Linked DNA regions of Dromaius novaehollandiae: region 1 is linked to region 2. Evidence: chromatin contacts called from public Hi-C data. All regions are on one chromosome and are shown on one strand. The core of a region is the stretch at or near the end of the contact, and the rest is flanking DNA. Distances in the headings are between cores, read along the strand shown. Region 1 has its middle 8.1 kb from the start of CNTNAP2. Region 2 overlaps TPK1 (thiamin pyrophosphokinase 1).

Region 1 (5,980 bases), core at 3,350-5,849, 570 kb before region 2:
TTGATAGCAATAAAATTTTATATTTACTTTATTTTTTATATATTGTTTAGATTTTTGCTAAGTGGCAAATTCATCAGATGATATTTTCTAGATCCTAGTCTTGCCTTGTATGCTTTGGACAACTAAGGTAGAATCTTAATAATATTGAAACCACAGTGAATTTTGATACTGAATCACGTGGAAATAGGATTTCCATCCCTAGATCTTTCTATGGTGTCTGAGGAAGTCCTGGCTGTACAAAGAGACAGATACTGGGCCTTTCATGAGTATATAAAACAACACTGAAGGAGTTAAGTATTTTCCAAGCATCTACATTAAACTTGTGTTGTACTTACATATAAACCCATGGAACAGATTTTCTTGAAAAACATATTTTAAAAATAACAAGATTGTGCTGAAACAATCTTTTCTTAATTTAGTTTAGAATATATTTCACAGGAAATTCATGGATGCATGGGAAAAGACCTACACTGAAAAAATTGCACGCAAACTCAATTATAGTAATTTTATCAGAAACCATTGCAATTATGTGGGAAATATTTCGAACCAACTTTAAAGGAGAAATGGAAATTAATCTGGATCCATGTGGGAAAAAAAAGCATCCTTGTTCTAATGTATAACCTTCAAGGTAAGTGCTAGAGAAGACACTATCCACTCTTTTTGTACCATCATTTATGTCTTGATAAGGAGATTCCATGTGACTTGAAGGCTCTTTCAAGACCAGCACATAGTAACCCTTTGGTGAATACAGTGAATGCTTCCACAGCAAAGTAATGTTAGGAAAGTATTGAGGTATTTTTAGCTGCATTTTAATGCAAATTAGTGGCTGGAAACCAGGAAAAGAGCCAGCATAATTTGACCAGCTTGCTTTCTGTAAACTGACAGTGATCTACAGTTTACATCTTGGGAAGTTCTTTGCTAAGGGTTTTAGGAATAATTCACAACTTATAGCTTTAAACCATTGTTTTCCTTTAAATAATTTGTGGTACCAAGTATATAGCCTCATTATCCACTCAATACATATTTAACAGATTGGAAGAGTATAGCAGAGTAATGCACTAGAGTTAGTGAAGCATCTGAGTAAATATGTATTTGCTTCCCTGTTATATTGCCCACATCATTTCATCTCAATTACCCCACTAATAAACTATAGTTATCTTCATCTCCTATTACAGATAGCATATGGATATCTGACAATAAAAGTACTTTAAAATAATATCATTTACTTTATATTATACTACTAGGAGTATCCAGAGTCCTTTTGAACCGTGTTCTAATTTCTTTCATACAATTGATTGAGGTAAGGCACTTTGTGTTACAGCTAAATCTGAAGCTCTAGTAATTCTCCATTATAACTCCAGCATTGCCTTTTATTAAGTGTCTACAGTGCACCTAGTACAGAGCAGGGTGTCATTCTTGACTGGAGCTTCTGCATGTTACTTGGCCGTGATTTCACCTAAATAAACACTGTTTTGCCTGTCTGCACACCTGCCAGTAGGATAATTCCATATGCATCTCCTGTATTTCAGAGGGTCTATTCCTCCCACTAGGCTTCTGATTTCTAACAAATACAAACTGGCAGTAAGAACACCAACTATGCAAAGACTGGCAGATTTTTAATAACTGAAAGGTTAGATGAGCTTTATGCTAATTTTAGGAAGTCACTTGCCACAGCCACGAAGGCATAACAACTGCCTGGGCTTCAGGGGGGTTTCTGAGCTGTGCACGAGCTCCAGTCGAGCCTCTTGATCTGAATGATCAGGCCAGCCTGAGGCTCACAGTGAAGCTACTGTATCACAGGACTTCAAGAATGTCCCCATTTACCAGCTGGAGGCTTTCATTAGAGCCACCGCCCTCCTAAAACTTTAAATTGAAAAATTGACAGTATCAGGTTTTGTGAACTGACGAGATTGGGTGTTTTATGGTATGGTGGTCTGAATACCCACAACTTATTTTACTGTCATATTGACATAAATTCTATGCTGCAATAGTTATATCCTGCAAAAGAGGTGAATTATTCATTCCTTGTTCATAGTATAAGCCCCACTAAAGTCAGTCTGATGAGCTCTCAAGGGAAACACCTGAGCAGACTGTAGTAGCGTATAGTAAAATCATACATGTACCTACATCATACATGCACATACATATAGTGTTCAAGCACAAAAGATTGCTCTTGACATCTAGGTAGACATTTCAAAAGCAAAGATGAAACTGAGAATTAAATTCCTTCTCTTCACAGAATTAGGAAAAAGTTGAATAGTAGTAACAAGAGAATGAAATCAAACTCCAAATTGGAGGGCTGCATCTTTTTTGCTGTTCTTGCTTCTGTGCCAAAAGCAAATGGGAAGCCTTGCTAGGAAACACACAGTGCAAAGAGCTCTCTGATATATAAACGAGTGTTGCACTCGTGGTGTTGCCATCTTGAAAGATATGCAACTGCTCATCAGGTTTGACAGTGCGGGCCTTTCATAAAGACCATTTCAGCTTAATTCATAAGGAGCCCTATTCTGTTTTTAGCCACTCTAGACTTTAATTTGTACTTTGCAAAACAGTCAGGGTTAGGAAACATCTAATCAAATATATGATTTTTAACTCTTTTCTGCAATCTGGATGTAATGAACTACAGAGCTGTAGGAAAGGTGCAGCAGCCAGACTGTTGGTATACAGGTGAAACTGAGAGAGATGTTAAAAATTCTCAATGCAAAAACTTTTGCAACAACTGCCACAAGGTATTCTGAGCTTGCCTTCCAGCCTGTTTTCACATTAAAAACCTTTGCACACTTTTCCTAAAGTTTGGAAAACAGGAAGCTCCCTAAATGGCAATGTATGATTCTAATAAAACCCACAAAGCATCTGAAAGGAGAGAAGACAGAACTGTGAATGAGGGTCTGTGGGTAGGCCACCTCATTTCCATGTCAGGGACTTCAGTACTGGCTCACGCCTCTTACCATACAACATGACAATCCCTCGGAGAGCAGAATGTATATGCGTATGTATCACATAGACAAATATATAATGTTACGTGCAGATTTAATAAACTATGTGCATATACATTAAAATACAAATATCTGTATTATAGAATGGCAAGCTTACTTATTATTTGAGTATATTGTGTAATCTCCACCCATTAGAAAACAAGATTGGAGGAGTCCACCCAAGTCAGACCAGTCACCTGGATTTATCTTTTGAGAAAAAGTTCCTTTTCCTCTCAAGCACTATTTCTTTTCATAGTATTTATGAAACATAGAGAAAGCAAATTGAAGCCACTTTCTGAAAGGTATGGCCACATAAAAACCACTTAGCTTTCAGATCCTTTTAAGCTTTTTGGAAAATATCAGATATAAAATACATGTATTTGATAACTGACATGTATTTTGATAACAGTCCTACTACTGCAATAGTACATGAGTTTTTTACTATAAATGCACTTGCAATAAAAGGTGTTCAGACTACTGTATGTTACTACAATGTGGCATGTAATGAATGAACAAAGATTTAATCTCCACAGCATCCAAGGATTCCAAAGCATCATACAAATATTTAATTAACCTTCCCAAAGAAGCTGGTAAATATTATATCCATGTAGTGAACAAGCAAAGAAATCTATGCACAGCGCTCAAGGTCACCAATATTCCAACTGCTGTAAACATAACCAGTGACTCTGAGACCAAAACTGAGTTTTTAAAGCCAGCTGGACAAATTAGTGAAAGATGGGGCTCTTGCCCTATCAGGGGTGAGTGAACTGGAAGTATTACATTAGTATTTTGATGGAGATGGCAGAAGGTATGAGGGAGTATGAACGATTTACTTGTTGGAAAAGTAGTCTAAAAGGAAAAGGCAGGAGAAGCTAAGTGAAAAATACTTTAAAAGGAATCAAAGGAACATGATAACTGTAGCTAACAAGCTAATGCCTTTTATTATCCATACAGAAAATATGATAGAGCTATAGATGAACTAGACGAAACTAGTATTAGAAAAGTTCATAATTTACACAGCACCCACATCCTTGTCATGCATTGTTCAAAAGTGATACAGTGCTATCTTTTAGAACTTTCTGAATTTCTTACAAAGGATTTGAGTGCAGAAAGGTATTTAATAGCACCACTTATCACTTTTGAACAGTGAAAGATCTTAAGTATCCCAGTCAAAAACCTTGAAATGTGTTGAAATCTATAGGGCTGTACTCATTTGTATCTATGCAAAAGACAGAAGAACAGGCTATTTTGTTTCCTCTTTAAAAAGACCTTGACACTCTCTGGTAAACTTTGAGAACCAAAAAGAACGCAATTTAATTATAAGCGCCACCGTGATAAAAGCAGAGTCCTACTGTGTTTTCAACTTCATGAGGAAATAAGGCTTCATTGTTCTACCCACAGAGATGCCTGCAAACGTGGGAGAATTTTAGATGCAAATAAAAGACCGAAGGGTGTTAACTATTCTCTGTTCACTCATCTTACAGCAGCTAGTGATTTAGTTGTTTGCCACTTCTACCTCTAGTGAAGACCACTCTATGTAAGAGTTGTAGGCTATGTCAATACTGTTCTGAAAAGCAGCCTCTGGAGAGGCTGTAAATACAGCATGATCTGTTTTCCAGGTGCACATGGCTGCTTCTCCTTCAGCCTGTGCACCGCCTGCTGAGAGGTTACCTCACAAAATATTAACCTGCTAGGCCTGTACAGACATAAACGATACCATCAGCTCCGGGGAATGTCACAGCCACACCTATAAACCTTGCAAATTAACACCCTGCAAAGCAGGCAGGCCTGATGTTGCAGGTGACTTCAGGAGCACCCACAGCTTAGACAGACATACTCACAGTGATATTTTGACAACTCAGACTGAAAAATCTCTTCTTCCTAGAAAATCTGAACTTTTGTTCATTAGTCTTACGACCAGTTGACCTTCGTTTTATTTCAAACCCTGATTACTGTAACATCAGTTCTGCTGCTCAGCAGTCTATGGGTTTACAACATGTAGATGGCTGGGAAAATAGAAGAATAGTCTTTCTCCTACACAAATCAAGGGAGGATTCAACTGAATATAGACATCTAACTTTGATCTTGTCATTGTAGCCTCCCTTTAAAGATGGTAGAGAGCTAGTCAGTGCTGTCGGTGTCATCAGGGATAAAATTCATGTTATCTTAAACTAAAAGTTTGTGCATGACCAGATGAGTCAAGCACTGCAAAAGTGCTTCCTTCCATTCTCCGGGGCAAGGAGAGCCTCCAGCACCTTGTACAAATGTAGAAAGTTAAGCATGGGCAAGATGAATCCCACCTTCAAACAGAGATTCTGCAGTCCCTCCACAGATCCTGCTTCACCCCTGGTGTCTATTCGCATAGACTGTGCTGGCTCACTCACATTGAAGACATAAGAATAACCACATTTGTAATTATAGAATTGCTATACAAGAGGCTTCGAGTGTCTTTTCCTACCTAGCATGGTCTGAATTTGAAATTTGCCAGTTAACAGCAAACCTAAACTTTTGTAGATAACCAGAAATGACAATAATAAGAAAACCTTTCACAAAGTAGTAACAGATAGCAAGAGAGAATATGACCATTTTAAGACTTTGGACAAATCAGAGAAAAGACGGCATTTAGCAGCAAAAATAATAGGCAATCTGCAGTTTTGCAACTCCTACAAGAAACAGGGAAAGGGGCAGTTGTGTTTCAGGTTTTGGGTTTTTTTTTTCTATTTCTCTCTTTTCAGCATAGAGGGTGTGGATTTTGGGGGGGGGGGGGATTCTAAATCTGATATTCCATATCAGCTCACAATTATAATAATTTAGCAGCCACTGAAGTACAGTGCTTCCCTTTAAATTAATACAAATGCTGGACAGACAGAAGCATTCATACAGTCATGATGATATGGCTAGGTCTCATCCACGCTATCAGATTTTTCATTGGACTAGCAACTTACAAATCATCTACATGAAATTAATGAACGAAAGCAAAAGAAAAGCTTAAAGAGGCTAAATAT
Region 2 (5,368 bases), core at 2,168-4,667:
GGTCACCCTTAAGTTAGGTGAAAAAAAACCTGTGTACTCAGACTTCCTCTCTCTCTGTATTATTGTTATTCTTGGTTCAGACTAAGGATTAAATGATGCCTTTTTATTTATTTGGATGTGATTAGTAGGAGAGGGCTTTAAGTACGTGTTTTCCTTCTGCACTGAGAGTAGCTTGGCAAGAGAGATTCAAGGTGAGCTGAATATTTTAGAGGGTGTGAAGGGAGACATAGAGACATCCCTATGAAAACTAAGTACAATCGGGTTTGCCCTTGAGTACTTTGAGGCTCTCAACACGTTTGCCTTTGAGTGAGGAGGGCATGGGAATTGATGAGTTTAGCTCCTGGTTTATCCAGTCACATGTCCTGCGAGTTTGTCCAAATAACAACATTTATAGCTTAGTTTATCAGAGGAAGTTGCAAATTTTGTTTAATGCTAGATTCTAGTGGCATTTCCCAGACATTTCTGGTTAGCTTTGCAGTGAAAATACACAAAGTATTACCATGTGATAACTCATTCCTCTTTTAGAATGTGATTTTTCTTAACACCAGAATAAAAGGAAAAAGTATTGAAGTAATCCTAATTCAGCCCATATTTGTTCTGAAGAAAACAGGAGACTATAGTGTGACATATGCAAATCTTTGTCAAAAGGGCCTGGTTTAGACTGATTTGACCCCTGTGTATGTATAGTAGGAGGACATGAAGTCTCTCAGGCCAACATTCTGTATTTAAAGAAACTGAGATCCTGTCAAGTAGTGTTTTATTTAAAAGATGTGGTTGTACTAGTGTAAAAATGTATGGTACAAAGCTTTGAAACCCTCAAGAATTTTTACTTAGACATAAGGTACTGCATGCTTTCGTCTCCCAGGCTGCTAGATGCTCATAGAAGTCCACAGGTCACTGAAGTTTATGCTTAAATTCAGGCATATGTGCAAATCCCTCCTGTTCAGTAAACCTTACATACATGTAGGTTTACACCGGGTCAGATTTCATTAGCACTTCAGCATGTGTTTAGTTTCCATAGGGCCCTGGATTCTAATTTGTGCTACCTGGTTTGAAAGCTTAAGGTGCTCCGCACAGGGCACAAGCTGTAAGCAAGCACAACAGAGCAAAGCAAAGCGGTCTGCTACCCGCTCTAGCTACCTGCCAGGTGTCCCCAGGGTAAGTTCTCAGGTGCTTACAGTGTCGGAAAGACAGAATTGGAGTAGTTTGTTTTCTAATCACTTTCAATGTTATATTAACTTACCTTGTTTTAACATTATTTTATTTACGTACCCAAATCTCCTGAACCTGAGGTATAGTGTCATTAGAAAATGGTTTAAAGACTAAAGAGAAGTTTGTCTCAATGTGTAATACCTCAAAAATGCTTGCTCTAAAGCATTGATTTATCTCATTTTTCAACTTCTGGCTCAAGAAGCTATTCATGAAGTCTAGTTATGACACCAAATTTAGCAGTTCTGCAAGAGAAGCATTTGCTTTGCATTATTATTGGGCAAAAGGAGTATATGCTTCCTGGGGAGACCACTGAATGTGTGCAGAACGGTCAGTTGAAATAACTGATAACTTCTGAATAAAAATAAGGTAAAAACTTCATTTAAAAAAAAGATACCATGGATGATACCAAAGAAGAAACTTTGATCTTGATATAGTCAAGGACATAGCGGCTTTTTGATACAGATGATATGCTCTCACAAATACAGTTGATATGAATTTTTTTTTTTTAATATATATTCCGAGATGATTCTGTGAAATCAGAGAAGCTCTGGTTCAGCAGCCTCTTGCCTCTTGTTTGCCCTTCTGAATTTTATTAATGTGGTTTTCAGGCTTGGCAGGTATCTTGGAGAGACATTTTTATACTGTATGGACAATTTGTCTTGAGTATCAGATTCTGAGGATAGCAGTGCCCCCGCAATGTTTGTGCATATCTGCAAAATCTGTTACTTACGGGGAAATCTCATCTTCATGATTGTGAAGAGTAAAGTAGGATACAGATAGATGCTTTCAGCTGAATTCTTTTCTCATTTATTCTAATGAAACACAGCTTAGTATTTTTCCCTGCAGAGCTGCAGAAAAATGGACTTTACAGCTGTCTTCTCGCTATTGGTTTAAATCTTTCCCCTCTGATAAAACTTCTTTGAATTTCAGTGAGATAACAGGTTCCTCAAAACTGAGGGCTAAAGGGATGCATTATGAACAAATGGTGCGTATGTGGCTCTCCATGGTAGAATTTTAAATAGCTTAGTAGCATACGTAGATTCACATCAGCTGAAGCTGAAAATTTTCTGTTCTAATAATAGGGCACCTTGGAAACTTGACACAACTAATTCACCTGAAAACAAAATTTAACACAGCACTGCTCACTTTATTATGGAGTTCCAATCAGGATGGGACATGGGCCAAGCTGCTGTGAGTCATGTTATAGGAACTTAAGTGTCTGTCTTCTGCTTGCAAGACATACTTTTGCTATTCTGGCAATTTTGTTAGAAAAATTTAGCTTTGCCTTTAGGGCTGCTTTGCTCTTTGTTAGCTTAAAACTTAAACTGTTTTTAGTCATTGCAACTAGACAAAAAGGAAGAATGAAAATGTTTTAAAATTGCAAAACTGGCTAAAAAAGTGGTTTAATGTTGCCACACAGTAAATAATTTTTTTTTTTTAAAAAGGTGGAATTTTAACATCCTTTAATACTTGTAGTATAAGTATTTCAAATGTACTGAATATGTTGAGTATTTTGAGCAGTGGTCCTTTCTTTTTCATTGCACACTTTATAGTCGTCTTTTTTTCTGCATTGCGATTGCATTTCTCTGCATTTCCCAACTAACGCCAACATTTTTTTAAAAAATCATGCCTTTTAAAATAAAAATGTTCAATTTGAAAATGGTTTCTGATTTTACTACTAAATTTGTTTGCAAAACAAATTTCCAATAAATTTGTCTATCAAAGGGATATTGTAAGCAGTATGCTCCTGTTTATATATACGGAAGCCCACTGTTTAACTCTAAGGAAAATCAAATTTTAACAGGCCATGCAATTCTGTCATCTTTTTCAAAGATGTGAAGACAGTCAAAATCCAATTTTTAAAAAAAATTTGTGCCTGTTTAGAATATAATCAGTAAGCCAGTGTTACGCTTTATGGGAGGTGAAACCTTTTGCAACCTTTTGCTTGCATGTGGGCTGCAAGATTTTCTTTCCTCTTCTAAAGCTGCTTCACAATACAGGTAGATAAGCTGGTGTCATGTCTCCCCAGAGCCTGGTTCTCAGGCGCTCTTCACTGAGTTTCGGCTTTATTTCTTCCCCAGAAGATGAGTATAGGAAGGAATTGTCCCTTTCCCCAAGCCTAAGCTGCCTGCAGGGTTGCAGCTGTGCATGGTTTGCCTGAGCCTTGCGGCCCTCTACCCGTGGAGCCCGCTCGTGTGTGGCTGCGCGCCTCCCTCCTTTCGGCCAGCCAGAGCTCCCGGGGAATCGCAAACCTGGAAACAGGCCTCTGGGCCTCTCACCTCCGCTGTGGTTAATGGGTCACAGGAGGCTGGCATCAGTCTACAGCAACATACATGAAAAACAAGCAAACAAAAAACCTAGCATTTTTCCTCTGGCTTTTGAGCACTTGCCTGTCAAGATGACTAGACTGTTGCTCTCTAAGGAGGAATCTTCCCCATTCTCCCCACTGCAGTTCCTGACAAGTCCATAATTAAAGATAAAATCACAGCTACTTTAGCTGCACTGTGTTCTATATGTTTTTAAGTAGTAATCTGTTTAAAAGACTTGGAAGTTACAGGGGCTCCAGTTCAAGATCTGGCTCTTGTGTTGCAGGCAAAGCACTCTGGACTTGGAGAATTTCCCTTCATTTAATTTATTGCTAACTAACATAAACTTTTAATTGCTGATTCAAGTATTGAGAAACAAGACACAGACAATTAAACCAACACTGAGGGAAATACCTTTCCTCCCTCTTCCCCAGGCTCAGCTTCAGTCCAGCACCTTTCCTCCCTGCTCCCTAATCTCCACTTCCCTCGTTGCTGCCGTGTGTTATGCTCAGTCCCTCACAATCAGTTTGGTAAGGTGACGGGTGGTACAGGAGGTTGGAGTTGGGGCCTAGTGGTCTCTTTTTGCCCCTCCTTGCTTCTTACTTTTTTCCTCCACTGCTCCTTGCTTCTTATTTGTGCTGCAGTGTGGGTTCCTCCGTGGGCTGCAGTCCCTTCAGGGGTGTCCTGCTCCAGCATGGGCCCTCCACGGGCCACTATCCCTTCAGAGGTGTCCCTGTTCCAATGTGGTTTATCCACAGGCTGCAGTCCCTTCTGGGGTGTCCCTCCCTGACGAGGTCCTAGAGAGGCTGCAGTCCCCTTGGGAGGTATCACTGCTCCAACATGGCTTATCTACAGCTGCAGTCCCCTCAGAAGCATACCTTCTGTGGCATGGAGCTCCTCCTTCCAAGCGTACATCTGCAGCTGTGTCCCCAACAATCATCCTTTGCATATGTCTCCTCCTCTTCCTCAAAAAATGTTCCTCTACATGTTTCTCCGCAGGTGTCTCCTTTTGTGTGTCCTCCTGTGTGTCTACTCACACATCTCCTCTCACGTGTCTCCTCATGTCTTTCCTTTTGTGTCTCCTTTCGTGTTTCCTCATATGCATCCTCACATGTGCCCTCCTGTGCCTCCTGCTGCCTGCAGCTGCCACCCTTTCTTAAATGTGTTTGAGAAGAGGCACCATATGCTTCTCTGACTGTTGGTGCCCGGTGGTTTGTTTTCATCTGTCTCACAGCTGTCTGTAACTGGCACAGGGCAGTTCATGGCCTCCTTGGACACAGGGCACCCCCTGATACCCAAATCTTGCCATTTATGCCCAATACACTCTTGTTTCTGCAAAGAGCCAAGATTTTAGCCTAGAGTTGCGCAGAGAACTGGTTAATTTCGAATCACAGCTGGATATCTTTGCCCAGCTAGTCAACAAAATGAGATGTTGTACATCTATCACGTGGCATAGAGGAACTGAAGGAAATTATAAGGTTCTTCCTCAGAGGTTTTATTTTATTAGATACTGTACAGACATAAGTAAGAGAGAGTCCTTGCATTAGGGACCTGTATTAGCAATCTACAAGTGGGTGTTGTGTGTTTCACAGATATTATGTTATCCATTTTCTGTGTTTTGTCTGTCTCGTTTTTATTGCAGTAGTGCCAGTCACTGTAAGCACAAAAACTCTTAGGCCTAGTCCTGTTCATATTAAATGAAAAAAAAAAAAGGGCTTGACAAATGACAAGATGCAGAGAAGATGTACGAGGACAAATATCATGCTTACATTCATACAGCGAGTCAGGGCAGAGCTCCAGTGTCCTGATGCCCCACAGCGACTCTAAGCAATCCTGTTTGCTTGGAAGCA

What was found. Hi-C and Micro-C count contacts between places; a contact is called where the count stands out from the background.
Region 1: a Hi-C map of brain shows a contact between it and region 2, with 4 times the contacts expected there. The contact joins two enhancer-like sites. A contact is called at or near these places in 2 of 4 Hi-C or Micro-C datasets (brain and ovary).

The regions. Positions count from the first base shown.
Region 1 is chr2:60,028,395-60,034,374 of bDroNov1.hap1, reverse strand. No RefSeq gene overlaps it. Among named protein-coding and RNA genes, the nearest start is that of CNTNAP2, 8.1 kb to the left of the region's middle. Within about 2 kb of position 4,599, at least 1 of the 2 cell types and tissues checked has open chromatin away from gene starts, as enhancers often do.
Region 2 is chr2:59,458,315-59,463,682 of bDroNov1.hap1, reverse strand. The region is part of intron 4 of TPK1 (thiamin pyrophosphokinase 1); the gene reads left to right. Among named protein-coding and RNA genes, the nearest start is that of TPK1, 96 kb to the left of the region's middle. Within about 2 kb of position 3,417, at least 1 of the 2 cell types and tissues checked has open chromatin away from gene starts, as enhancers often do.